3 separate regions of the Anas platyrhynchos genome follow, and regions 1 and 2 are each linked to region 3. Evidence: chromatin contacts called from public Hi-C data. All regions are on one chromosome and are shown on one strand. Each heading gives the region's core, a stretch centred on a gene start, on an enhancer-like site or on the middle of the called end of the contact. The rest is flanking DNA. Distances are from core to core; before and after follow the strand shown.

The links. Hi-C and Micro-C count contacts between places; a contact is called where the count stands out from the background.
Region 1: a Hi-C map of skeletal muscle shows a contact between it and region 3, with 2.7 times the contacts expected there. The contact joins two enhancer-like sites. A contact is called at or near these places in 2 of 8 Hi-C or Micro-C datasets (skeletal muscle and subcutaneous adipose tissue).
Region 2: a contact with region 3 is called in a Hi-C map of subcutaneous adipose tissue, with 1.7 times the contacts expected there. The contact joins two enhancer-like sites. A contact is called at or near these places in 2 of 8 Hi-C or Micro-C datasets (liver and subcutaneous adipose tissue).

Annotation. Positions count from the first base shown.
Region 1 is chr16:9,712,846-9,716,528 of IASCAAS_PekinDuck_T2T, forward strand. No RefSeq gene overlaps it. Among named protein-coding and RNA genes, the nearest start is that of SERPIND1, 33 kb to the left of the region's middle. Within about 2 kb of position 2,051, at least 3 of the 8 cell types and tissues checked have an H3K27ac peak or open chromatin away from gene starts, as enhancers often do.
Region 2 is chr16:9,742,445-9,746,219 of IASCAAS_PekinDuck_T2T, forward strand. No RefSeq gene overlaps it. Among named protein-coding and RNA genes, the nearest start is that of SERPIND1, 63 kb to the left of the region's middle. Within about 2 kb of position 1,932, at least 1 of the 8 cell types and tissues checked has an H3K27ac peak or open chromatin away from gene starts, as enhancers often do.
Region 3 is chr16:9,923,800-9,927,497 of IASCAAS_PekinDuck_T2T, forward strand. No RefSeq gene overlaps it. Among named protein-coding and RNA genes, the nearest start is that of UBE2L3, 11 kb to the right of the region's middle. Within about 2 kb of position 2,067, at least 2 of the 8 cell types and tissues checked have an H3K27ac peak or open chromatin away from gene starts, as enhancers often do.

The DNA.
Region 1 (3,683 bases), core at 801-3,300, 210 kb before region 3:
ATACTTGCAGTGCACTCTTAAAAAACTAAAAGATGACTGTATTTGAGATCTCTTGGTTGTGTTGTTTCTTCTGGTACGGAGCCAGCAGAAATGTAAACGTGTTTAAAAAAAATGTTAGTAGGAAAGATGAGCTCTTGGTTTCTTTCCATGGTTTCTAGTGATGGCATGCACCAAAGCTCACCTGCAGACACCTGCAGTTTCCATTTTCACAAGTTGACTGTGCATCCTTTCATGCTCCTCAAGGTTCTTGCACGTGGCACAGGGAAAAACCTCCCTTATAACTGAGCATCTGCTGGAATACAGAGAGGATTAGCTAGTGTACATTTAATCATGCAAAGCAGTACCCTAAAGCTGATTCTTCCTAAATGGATGTATTCTGAATCTTCCTCTAGGGAGATTGAGGAGGGGAGGTGAGAAGAAATGGTTAAGGTGCTCCAATATATTGCATGCACTTTGGAGATACTGAAGCGAGACAGTTGGAGATGACAGGCTTATTTCAGCTTCATCCTCCCACCCAGGAAGGATGCGAGTCCTCTGTGCAAGAAGTCCGGCAGGCTTTCAGAAGTCACTGAGGTAATTAGGACCAGATAAAATAAAGACCTACATAAAGGCGTTCTGAATGTTTATGTCCCTAAATGTTATATCAGCATATGCTGTAATGCCTCCACAGCCCTGGCAGAAAGGAAGCATCAAAAAGAGGGAGGGAAAAATGCTTGCACTCTGTCAAAAAATATCTTTCAGCAACGATGCTCCCGTCACTTCTCCACTGTCAGAAATCCAGGTCACAGTGAGAGACAGATTTCCCTGTCCATACCTACTGCAGTTCTTTCTGCATTGGCTGTGAATATAAAGAGCCCTTAAGAAAGGAGCAAAATTTATAGTGGCTCATTTGCATCTGATGGACCCCAGGTTCAATGCTACTGGTAACTTGATCAGCACTATTCAAATGCTAATCTCATTATGTGCGTTAGAGACTGAAGCACAGCAATCCAGCTCCATTAGTGCGATGTGTCTGTGATGTTCTGGCTGGTGCTCAGGGTCGTGGGACCCCCTGCGGACATCTAGCACATGCTGCATTGCGCTGGCGCTGATGTGGGCAGAGAACGGGAACAACTCAGTGGAGGAGCCAATGGAATGGTCAAACATGGGAAGAGAAGCTAGATTCCTCTGTGGGATGGGCTGGGAGGAGAGAGGGTGGGAAGGGAATGAAGGTTTGTTGCTGACAAAGCAGTTTAGTTAACACTGTTTTTCCTTTTTACCTTAAATATGCCCATTGGTTCCCTTTGGTTCCAAATGAACACTGTGGAAAAAGAACAGTAAGTAAAATGATTTGTCTTGGATGCAGATACAATTTAAAGGCATGATTAATAACTGTCTGACCTTATGAAAAAGATCACCCTGTGCTGCCCAGTGTTACAACGCGGCATTTCTGCTTGTCATGTACCAGGACTAAAATAGGTTGGGCAGCATGTGGCATGCTCAAGGAAAAAACGTGGGATTGTTTCTAGATAAAGGCTCTCTGCCAACCTTGTTAGTGAAAGCAGATTGAAATCAAGTTTGGGGGTGCTGCGTTAGTTTCCGAGCCTTGTGGGAAGGAGACCTACCCCAAGCTGTTACCTACCCCGTGTCAGTGGTGGGCTCATTTGTTGTGTCTGGTTTATTTGTTTGTTTTTGTGTCTGCTTTTGTCATAGTTCTGCATTTGGGTGGTCATGGGGTTTGCAATAGTAAAGAAGCAAAATTTGTAACATGACAAAGTATATTTATTAGGTAAGCTACTTAGCTGGCAAAAGCAGATGAGCTGTGATATATGCAGTACTGGCATCAACTGGTTTATTAAATAACATGACCTCCCCAAAGGGACTGTTTCTGATGGGCTACTGCAACTGCAGCAGCCTTATTGCTAGAGCTTTGTAGTTCTAGGTGATGCTTTTGTGCTTTTTTGTTTTGTTTTGTTTTGTTTTGTTTTTCATGCAGTATCAGTGGTAGTGTTTCTGTTAGTCTTGTTATTCTAACATATCAACTCAAGGTCAGTGCTGCTGTGGTTATCCTTGGTACTTGTTACAGAAGCAGCAAAGTGAGAACACGCTCGTGTTAAGGTTTATGAACACTGTGTAGCTGTGTTTGCTTGTTGTCTTCCTGGCTGTACGTCCCTGGCAGGAAGGAGCAGAACAGGGCTGTTGCAGAGCACAAGGAGGATGACACAGTGACACAGAGAAGTAATCTCAGTAGTCATGCATGCTGGCAGTGTGCATGGCAACGACGGCTGGCAGCTCTCTGAAGGAGAGTTACCTACCTGACTGCGTTCAGGTATCTCTTCCCAAGGGAAGCCAGGGAACCAAAAGGGAATTGGGAATCTGGGTATAAGTGCCCATACCTTCTGTTATACACTCTGACCACCTTTCGTACCCCTTTGTGAATGAAAAATCCCTCACTGGTGACAGGTGAACATCGAGGGATGCACCCTCTTCTGTTCTTAAGCAAGTTGTCTCATCATTGCCATGGCAAGCCTGGCCAAATTGTGCTTTTGCCATGGGGTAAAAATGTCTAAACTTAGCAAATCTAGGAGACAGTCCCAGTTGCATGTACTGCTTAGGAGTGGATGCATGGGGTGGTAACCATGATCCTGACATGAGAAGGGTGAGTCTATAGCTCTCTGAGGAATTTCATCCTTGTCGTGGTATCAGAGTGATGCCTCAGAAATCTGTCTCTGGATAACAGAAGAGACAAAATCCTGTATTGGTATCATGAAGTTCCCTTTCTCTGTGTGAGACTTGCTTACAATTATTACACCCAAGCTTTTTAAGATGCTTGTTGCTGAAAACTGTGTGTTTTCGCATGCCCACATGTGAACTCTTTTCCTTTACAGAGAGCATTGCATTACTCTTAGGCACACAGATTTAACTGCTTCACAACACCTGACTTGCACAGTGAATCCTGTACGTATTGCAGGGCTGTTCCTCGCGCAGTGCAGTGCATGTGTGGTAGCCAAGTGTGCACGAGTGAGCGATCTAACAGAGTGACCTATGGGTGTGGGGCTTGAAAGAACTTTGATAACTTAGGTAAGTAACAGATTTGCAGGAACATCTTTATTCTGAATGCTTTATATTCTGGCACTGAGGGTCAGAAACTAATCTTAGTGTCAGGCCTGGCTGCCTGTACCAGCTTGGACATGTTGCTCCCCATACACAGGGCAGAAAAATTATTGGTAAGGGTGGGGATTCTTGGAGCTATTAGGATACCTGACTGACTAAACAGCTTTGCCAAGCAGTAGAGGTGGTATGCCAGTAGAAACCTGGAATATCTGATCTCTTACCACCTAGACAGAAACTTCCAGTGAAGTTTCCAGAGGACCCCCACGACCAAAAGGAATCCTGGTTCCAGGTTTTGTGCCAGGTCAGGATGAAAGTCAGCTTTCCTGTTTTCCCTGGCAGATGGGAGTTACTCTTTACTCAGATGACATGGGCTGAGTAGCAGTGAAGAGTAAAGCTGCCAGCTGTGGCTGCAAAGGAGGGGTCTCAGCAGTGCTAGTACAAGGGGTGTCTGCTGTCTGTTCTATCGCAGATAGGAGCAATCAGAACAGGGCAAGGGCTTTGGGAGGTGTGGGTTGTGAGCTGAAATACAGTTCCTCCAGAAGCTGAACACAGACCTGAAAATCAATCAGCTGTGCATCCCTGGCATGTGG
Region 2 (3,775 bases), core at 682-3,181, 180 kb before region 3:
CATCGGCTGCTGCAGTGAGCAGCCACTCTCAGCTCCTGCCTCCAGGCACTGACCCACAGCTGCTGGGTGCTGTTCTGCTTCTGTGCGAGCCAGCAGCCCCTGCAAACTCCTTCCAGGTATTTGGCGTGCGGCTCTGGCTGAAAAGGCAAGGGGAGGGGCAGCATGGTGTTGCAAAGTAGGGAAAAAGCATAATATGCCTCTGCGTATCAGCGCCTCTGGGCAGTGCTGCCAGAGGTGACCGTCCTGTTTTACCCTACAAGCATAAGAAAATCTGCACAGAATGCATTTAAAGACAAGGTCTGCCTGGCTGGGGAAGCTTGTAGGTGCCTTGCTCTAGCAAAGTAGCCAAGCTTTCTAGTGCAGACTGAGCCCTGGGCAAAGCTCGGGACAAGAGCAGTAGAGTTACTGCTTGATGTTGGGTGACTTGCTTTTAGAGATGTGGGGAACCACAAGCCGTGTGGGCATTTACTTCCTTCACAAACCCTAATGTGCTCCGTGTGACACCAATGAATAGGGCTAATTGTTCCTGGGAGGTGGCTGTGCATCTGTCAGTACCTCAGGGCACTGAAATCTGGTGAGAAGTTGCTCTGATCGTTGTCTTTTAGTGTCACTGCTGGAGTCTTACAGGTCATAGGTTTGTAAAACTGATCGGAACAGGAATTGCCTTCCTAAGCTTGTTTTCAGCTCTTCTTGAAAATCAGGTTGGTTTTGTTTGTTTGTTTGTTTGTTTGTTTTTCCGTTTGTTTCATTACTGGTCAAAACAGGGTGTCTCCAAATGCGTCATCCTGCATTGGCATCCAGTCTTCTTGGCTGCTCTGGATTTTGCAGAAGTTAATTTTTATTGCTGGTTTGCAGGAGCTGACTTGTCGTCATCCATATGTCACTAGTAACTGATAAATTCAGGTTCTCCCCATGTAAGCATGTAGAATCTCATCATCTTCAGAAGTTGAGGTCTACTGACAGGCTTCTGTCGTGAGCACTATTTCATGGGAGACTTTGGTGAGGCGCATGTTGGTTTAGGGTAATTCTTACCGTTAGGGTCAGGGTTTGGAGAGAATGAAAGCACAGAGTGCTGTTGCGAGTAGTATTGCAGCACAGCTTAGGCTCATTTCAGTGTTTTCCACACTACGCTGGGGTTTCTTGAGCATCTCTAGGGTACACTGGGCACCCCTAGGTATCGCTAAAGTACGCTGGGAGTCCCTGGTTTGTCTGTACAGTATGCCATAGCAATCTGGGTCGTGCTGAGAGGAGTTTGGAAGTATTAGAGGGCACTGGCAGGCCCTGCGAGGCATCCAGGGGACACTAGAGTGCACTGCAAGATCTCAGGATGCTTGTAGGCTGCACTGGGAGGCCTCTAGTGGATGCTAGACTACACTAGGGGCCATTTTGAGTCTTTTGGGGGTGCTGGAGCGGGCTGGAGGCCCTCATAGACACACACAGTCTTTAGGTCAGATCGGAGATTCGTGGGAGGCATGCAGTGAGCGCTGGAAGGCCTTTAGGACGCTCTGGAGGACACTGCAGAGCCTTGCAAGGCCTCCAGCTGGTGTTAGACCACACGGCTGGGCCCTGGGAGTCCTGGAGTGTGCCCTAGAGTGCACTGGGGAGCGCTGGGAGGTCTCGGCTGCAGGTGGAGGCTCCTAGGGCATCCGAGAGTGCGCTGGGTGGCCCTGCAGAGGATCTAGGGTGGAGCGGAGGGCGACTGGCGGCCTCTAGTGTGAACTGGGAGGCATTTACGGCACCCTAGAGGGCAGTGGAGAGCCCGGTGAGGCATCCAGCTGGTGCTTGAGTGCTCTGGGAGCCCTCGTGTGCCCTCGAGCACACTGAGAGCTCTTTGAGGTCTCCAGGTGGCACTGGAGTACACCTGGGGGCACTGGGAGACTTTCAGGTTCTGCTAAACTCCACCAGGAGGCCCTGGAAGACTCTAGGTTGCACTGGGAGCCCTCCAGTGCTCTCTAGAGTGCACTGGGGCTCCTGGGAAGCCTGCAGGGGTTACCAGAGGCACTGCGGAGCCTGGGCGGCCTCTACAGAGCCTTGGAGAGTTTCTTCGGGGCACTGTGAGGTCTCCACGGGGACACTAAATTACAGGGGAAGCCCTTGGAGCCTGTAGGGTGCACTGGGAGGCCTCTGGTGCCCCCTAGAGTGCACTGGGGGGCAGCTGCTTGAAATGGGGTGCGGAGGCACAGACCTGGTGAAGGAGCAAGACCACCGAGCGGAGTTAAGGGGACAGGGAATTCTAGAGAGAGGCAGATTCGCTCTTCCATAAAACAGCCATCTTTCTACATCAGCGAACCTCGCTGAAAGGCAACATGCAATTTTCTTACCAAAAGGAGAACACCTGCAATACTGCTCACCCTCCAGGGCTCCACAGCAGCACGTTGCTGCAGCCCTTGTGGGGCTGCTCTTGGCAGACTTGCGGTGTGCCTGTAGTAAGGCAATCTCATCCCGCTGCTCGGTGCAGGGCTGTAACAGACTTGTCAAATCTGATACCCTAAGCGAAAGATTTGCACCACTGATTCTTCCCTCTTTTCCCCTGCAGCTAGGACACAGCTCCGTATTTACATTATATTGCCGTGGTCGCCCTCCTGCCCTGTGATCTGTGCCCCAGACGGTTGTCACCAGGGTGCTCCCACCATCAGGTAACTGGGTGCTGTTTCACATGTTAATGAGGACACTTCAAAGGTTTCCAGACATGGTTCCTATGCCTCCGTGGAGTGGCACAGGGGTGAAAGTAAGAGATGGAGTCATCCTCCTGCCTTTTGCCAGAGGTGTGGTGTTGGTGAAATAGCAAGAAGGATCTCAGATACCATGATGTTAACAACTACATAAATACGTAACCAGAGCTTGACTGTTTTTACAGTGCCTTGAACTGGGCACAGCTGTAAGTGTTCTGTATTAACCTTACTGCTGCCTACAAGCACCTTTCAGTGTGGTAACTATGTAAAAATACAGCTCTGAATATCTGCAGAGGCTGGGGAATGCTGATCTCAAGGCACGGGGCTGGGCAGCTCTGCAGGAGCCAGGCTTTAAGTGCCAACATCCCATTCCCATGAAATTCTGCATCCTTCCAGAAGTGGGCTTCAACTCCGTGGCCCTTCCACAGAATGTTTTCAGTCAGTTTTCCTTTGCCAGTTTCAGAATGCTGTTATTCCCCCTGCGGGGCTGTACCAGGCTCCCTGTGGTTGGTAATTAAACATGCTGGAAATTCTTGTGCTTTCATTTTTGACCAAAGACCGTAGGCTGAGTGGCACAAAGGGATAAGGTTTGCTGACTTTGGTGTAGGAAGCCCTGAGTTCAGATTCTCTTCCCTTTCTCAGCACTTTTCTCTTTCTAATGAAAACAATAAAAAGAAGAGATATGTGATCACAAAGCACTTAACAAGTACAAAAATATTGGAAATGGGATGTTTGCTGCAAAGATGGGATGAAGTTAGTACAAGCAGAGCCTCGGAATGGGCCAAGTTAAATAAGCAGCAAGTCTTGATAACTTGGCCCCTTTTTTCTAAGGTTCATACGCCCACATATGGGATCTCAAAAGGGTGAGCCAATGTAACCCTAATTGTGTCTTATTTATCTTGGCTGTTTAAACAGCTCACCATGCTGTAACTTGGCCCCTTCTACAGTGATTGCATCTTTATACAGTTGACCTTTTCTTCCCCCTCCATTTTTTTTTTTTGTATGTGCTACAAGTTTTCATGTCAGATATAATTATCTGAACCCCTGTAGGCTATAAGGATAAGGTTTCAGCCATTTTTGGCAATGGGGTTCTTTCCCAGGGC
Region 3 (3,698 bases), core at 817-3,316:
GTAACAGGCCCCTGGATTTCAATGAGATAATAATTTGATCCATGCGATTGCTTCTGTCACTTTCTTTGATATTCCTGTAATTGCCTCTTCTTCTTTAATCCAAAACAACTGAGACAGAAAGGAAAAACCCATATGTCTTTATAAGAAAAGGGCAATACATAACGTTAAAAAAATGTTTGATTAAAGGTGCAACTATTTAAAGTGTAAAACAGATACTACAGCAGTGACAAATTCAAGTTGTTACTCAGGGTTTTTACGTAAGATCTTTCAAGTATTCATTTGCCAGGAATACTTGTTTAAATTTTTTAATGTATTCAGTTAGTCATATTCAGTTCTCTTTTATGTCCACTTCTCATGAATCACTTGACAGATGTACTTCTACAAGCACATCCCTTTGGGGAAAGTAAATTTTAAGTCATAATAAGAACATAAGACCTGCCATAGTGGATCAGAGCAAGGGTCTATCTAGTCCATACCCTGATTTTGGCAGTAGCCAAGAGCAGTATATTAGATTTTAACGGTGATGGCTTTGATCTTTCATTAAGTATTAAGTTGGTGACTAAGCAGAAAATGAAAATAAATCCCAAGAGCAAAGTATTCCACAACTCAGAAGAAACAGCAAGTGAATCTGTTTCTCCCTGTGCCTCAGACCTAGCTCAAGGTCTCACAAGAAGTACGAACCATGAGGTGTTACACGTGCTTACAGAGAGCACTGGGGTTGCTGAAATTTAAATACTGAGTACCAGTGGCACTGATTTGTTGTGTTCTTTTGCCTCAGTAGATACAACTGCTTTGGGGTCCTACAGCCAGTTTTTCTGTTGCAAAATGGAAGCGCACGATTAAACTCCAGCAAAACAGAAGGGAAAGAATTGGCTGGAGAGGAATGCAGCAGCAGCACAGACAACAGCAGGTCAGCCCGAGCATAGTTTGAATGCTCACTGTGGTAAGTAGTTCTACTGACAGGGCTAGTTTCTGTTTAGAAATCTGGATTTGCACAATGTGCACTAGCAATACCTGAAACCCTTTCTGCTCTCATTTACAGAGTAAGAGCTTCCTTTTTTCCAGTGAAACTGTACTTAAAAGAGGTTTGGATTTATCTTATCTTCTTAATTGCTGCTGTCTCAATTAAATTTCACCTGTGATACCAACAGCCCTCCTGGAGACCGAAAGGAAATTGAACAGGTTGTGAGTAAATTAAATAGCTCTGTAAATTATAAAGTTTGCATCTGCTGGTCACTGCAGAGAAAGCTACATACATAGTACATGATTTTTGTAACCTTGGTGATTTAGGAAATCTTAGGGGAAAAAAAGAGTTTAGCCTGCCAAAAATCTGCAAGGATCACTGATAATTTGTTGATCAGCATTAGGTTCCTTAAATCCATGCACTTCATTATCTGATTAATTCAGAGGCAGGTTTGTAATCAGTGATGAAATGTTTAAGATTCTTCTGCTCTGGCCTCCGCAACCTCCTGCAGCTCATTAGAAAAGCTAATCAGATTGAATTTTCTACCATGCTGTTTATTGTAGCTCTAATGGAAGACAATCACTTTAAAATTACACACTTGGCAGGTAATTTCTAAAAGCTATAAGCCATGGAAGCAGTGTTTTCTCTAGACTCTATTTTTCTTTACTAGAGTAAAGTAAGTCATGGTGATTTCTATTAGAATTTGGAAGGCTATTTTGCAATACAATATGTAAAGAAATGTTGCTAAAAATACGGATTTCTGCATTTGCCATACTTCTTATCATCTGCCTGCCTTTTTAGAGATGATAAGTAATGTATAAGTTTAATTTAAAATTCAGTCTTCCTACTTTATGACTTGATTTTTCAAGCCTTTAAGAATGTTCTTCTTATGGGATGGATAACATTATTTTATTTTTTTTTAAAAAAAGACAGCTTTTTGGTCCCCATTTTTCATAGATGAGTTGTTATAAACCATATTGTGCTGGAGCTTTCTGAACACTAACAGCATGCTTTTGGTCATGTGGAGGGGAACCAGACAACTAATGTGCTCTGAAGGATGCAGTCCTTGAGGCTGCCACATACTTCATGGATTTGTCTTTACTCACATTCACTCTGTGAATAAGCAGCGAGTTGCATAATGCCAGCTTTGCTTCCTCCTTTTACGTGGATGTGACAGCTTGAGTCGCTAGCACCAGTTGTGCTCGGGCCATGAGGATGAAACATGCTGTGCAGGAAAAGGTCAGGGGTAAAAGTCATAGCAAAATATATCCCCTTAAAGTGGATGCCGCTCCTGCTTTTCATTGCTTAAAATAATATTAGGGTGTTGTTTTTTTGTTTGTTTTTTTTAAATAGCGAAATCTAATAAAACTAGACTTGGCCTCATGGCATTGTTCCACAGGATCTGTTCCATCAGATGTGTGCAGAAGTAACTGAGCTGAGAATCTAAGAACGTTGTAAGCATTTCTTGTGAAGGGTGACTGTGTACAGCCTGGGTCAGCTTTGCTCTTAAAAAAAAAAAAAAAAAAAAGTATTTCTTAGAGGAAATACTTTTGGAGTGATGCATTATGCTTTTGGCTGCATTTTACAGGACTGACATGTGAACCACCCTATGGACTTGTGTGAGTGTCTGCCACTCATCCACCAGTCATGTTGCATACCTGTGTGCCTGAAGGGCTGAATTTCACCCATGCCTGAGCCCATGCTCAGAAGCTCACAGCCTGGGCAGCAAAGCAATCTAGTTTTGAGGGCACAGGTGTAGGCAAAGGCTTGACTTAGAAGTCTGGACCATTACCTCTGATTTTTATTTTTTTTGTTGGAAAACATGGTTGCTGAGAGATGACGCCTTCTTTCAAAGCTGATTTATTAAAATTTGTGTTCACCTTCTGGAGGGTGGTTCATTTAAATGTTACCCCTCAATAGCGCTTCAAATTAAGCCCTGAATGTGAATGAAAATATCTTTAATATTAAATTAGGCATTCATGGCCCTACTTAAACATAGAAATTGGACATTAAAATAATAATCAGTCATCTAATGCCATCTCCCTGTGAATGTGCAGTTGTTTTTATAGTATCTTGAGTCCTTTTGAGTAGTCTGTCTTTGTGCATCTCATGGAAATTTCAGTTATTTTAATTAAAACAACACCTCCTAGGGCATAAGACCTGCCAGTCATCCTTTCAGCACCTTCAAAGTCCACAGCCAAACGATACACACACACCACCTTTGTCCTTCAGCTGCCTAATATTTCAGTGAACTTGCAGCTCACATGCAGGTGGTGATATCTCGGACAGCTGTACCTAGTGGTATTCGTGACGCCCCAGGAAAACCCAGTGCTCCACCTATTGCTGCATTGCTTTCTGCTTCAGCCTGGCTCAGCACCGCTCGGTGTGAGCTCCATCTGAGGAGCCAGGCTGTGCCCCCAGCGATGGCAGGCAGCCCAGTTTGGAGCTGCTACTCAGCACTAGTGCCCGGCTCACTTTCCTGCTGGCTGCTGCAAGCTGAGAGCTAACCTGACCTGTGGCTGGGGATCTGTAAGGATACGGCTGATCCAGGCTTTCAGCAGCCGTACAACGTCCTCCTTCCTTCCCAGCAGGAGCCGTCAGACACGCTGCCTCCTGCTACCCCCATGGCTTCCCCACAAATGAGACAGAATCCATCCCCAAACTGTCCTGATCTTGTCCTGCACCCCTGACTTCATCAGGCCCAATCTTCAGAACCCGTGCTTGTTCTAGACCA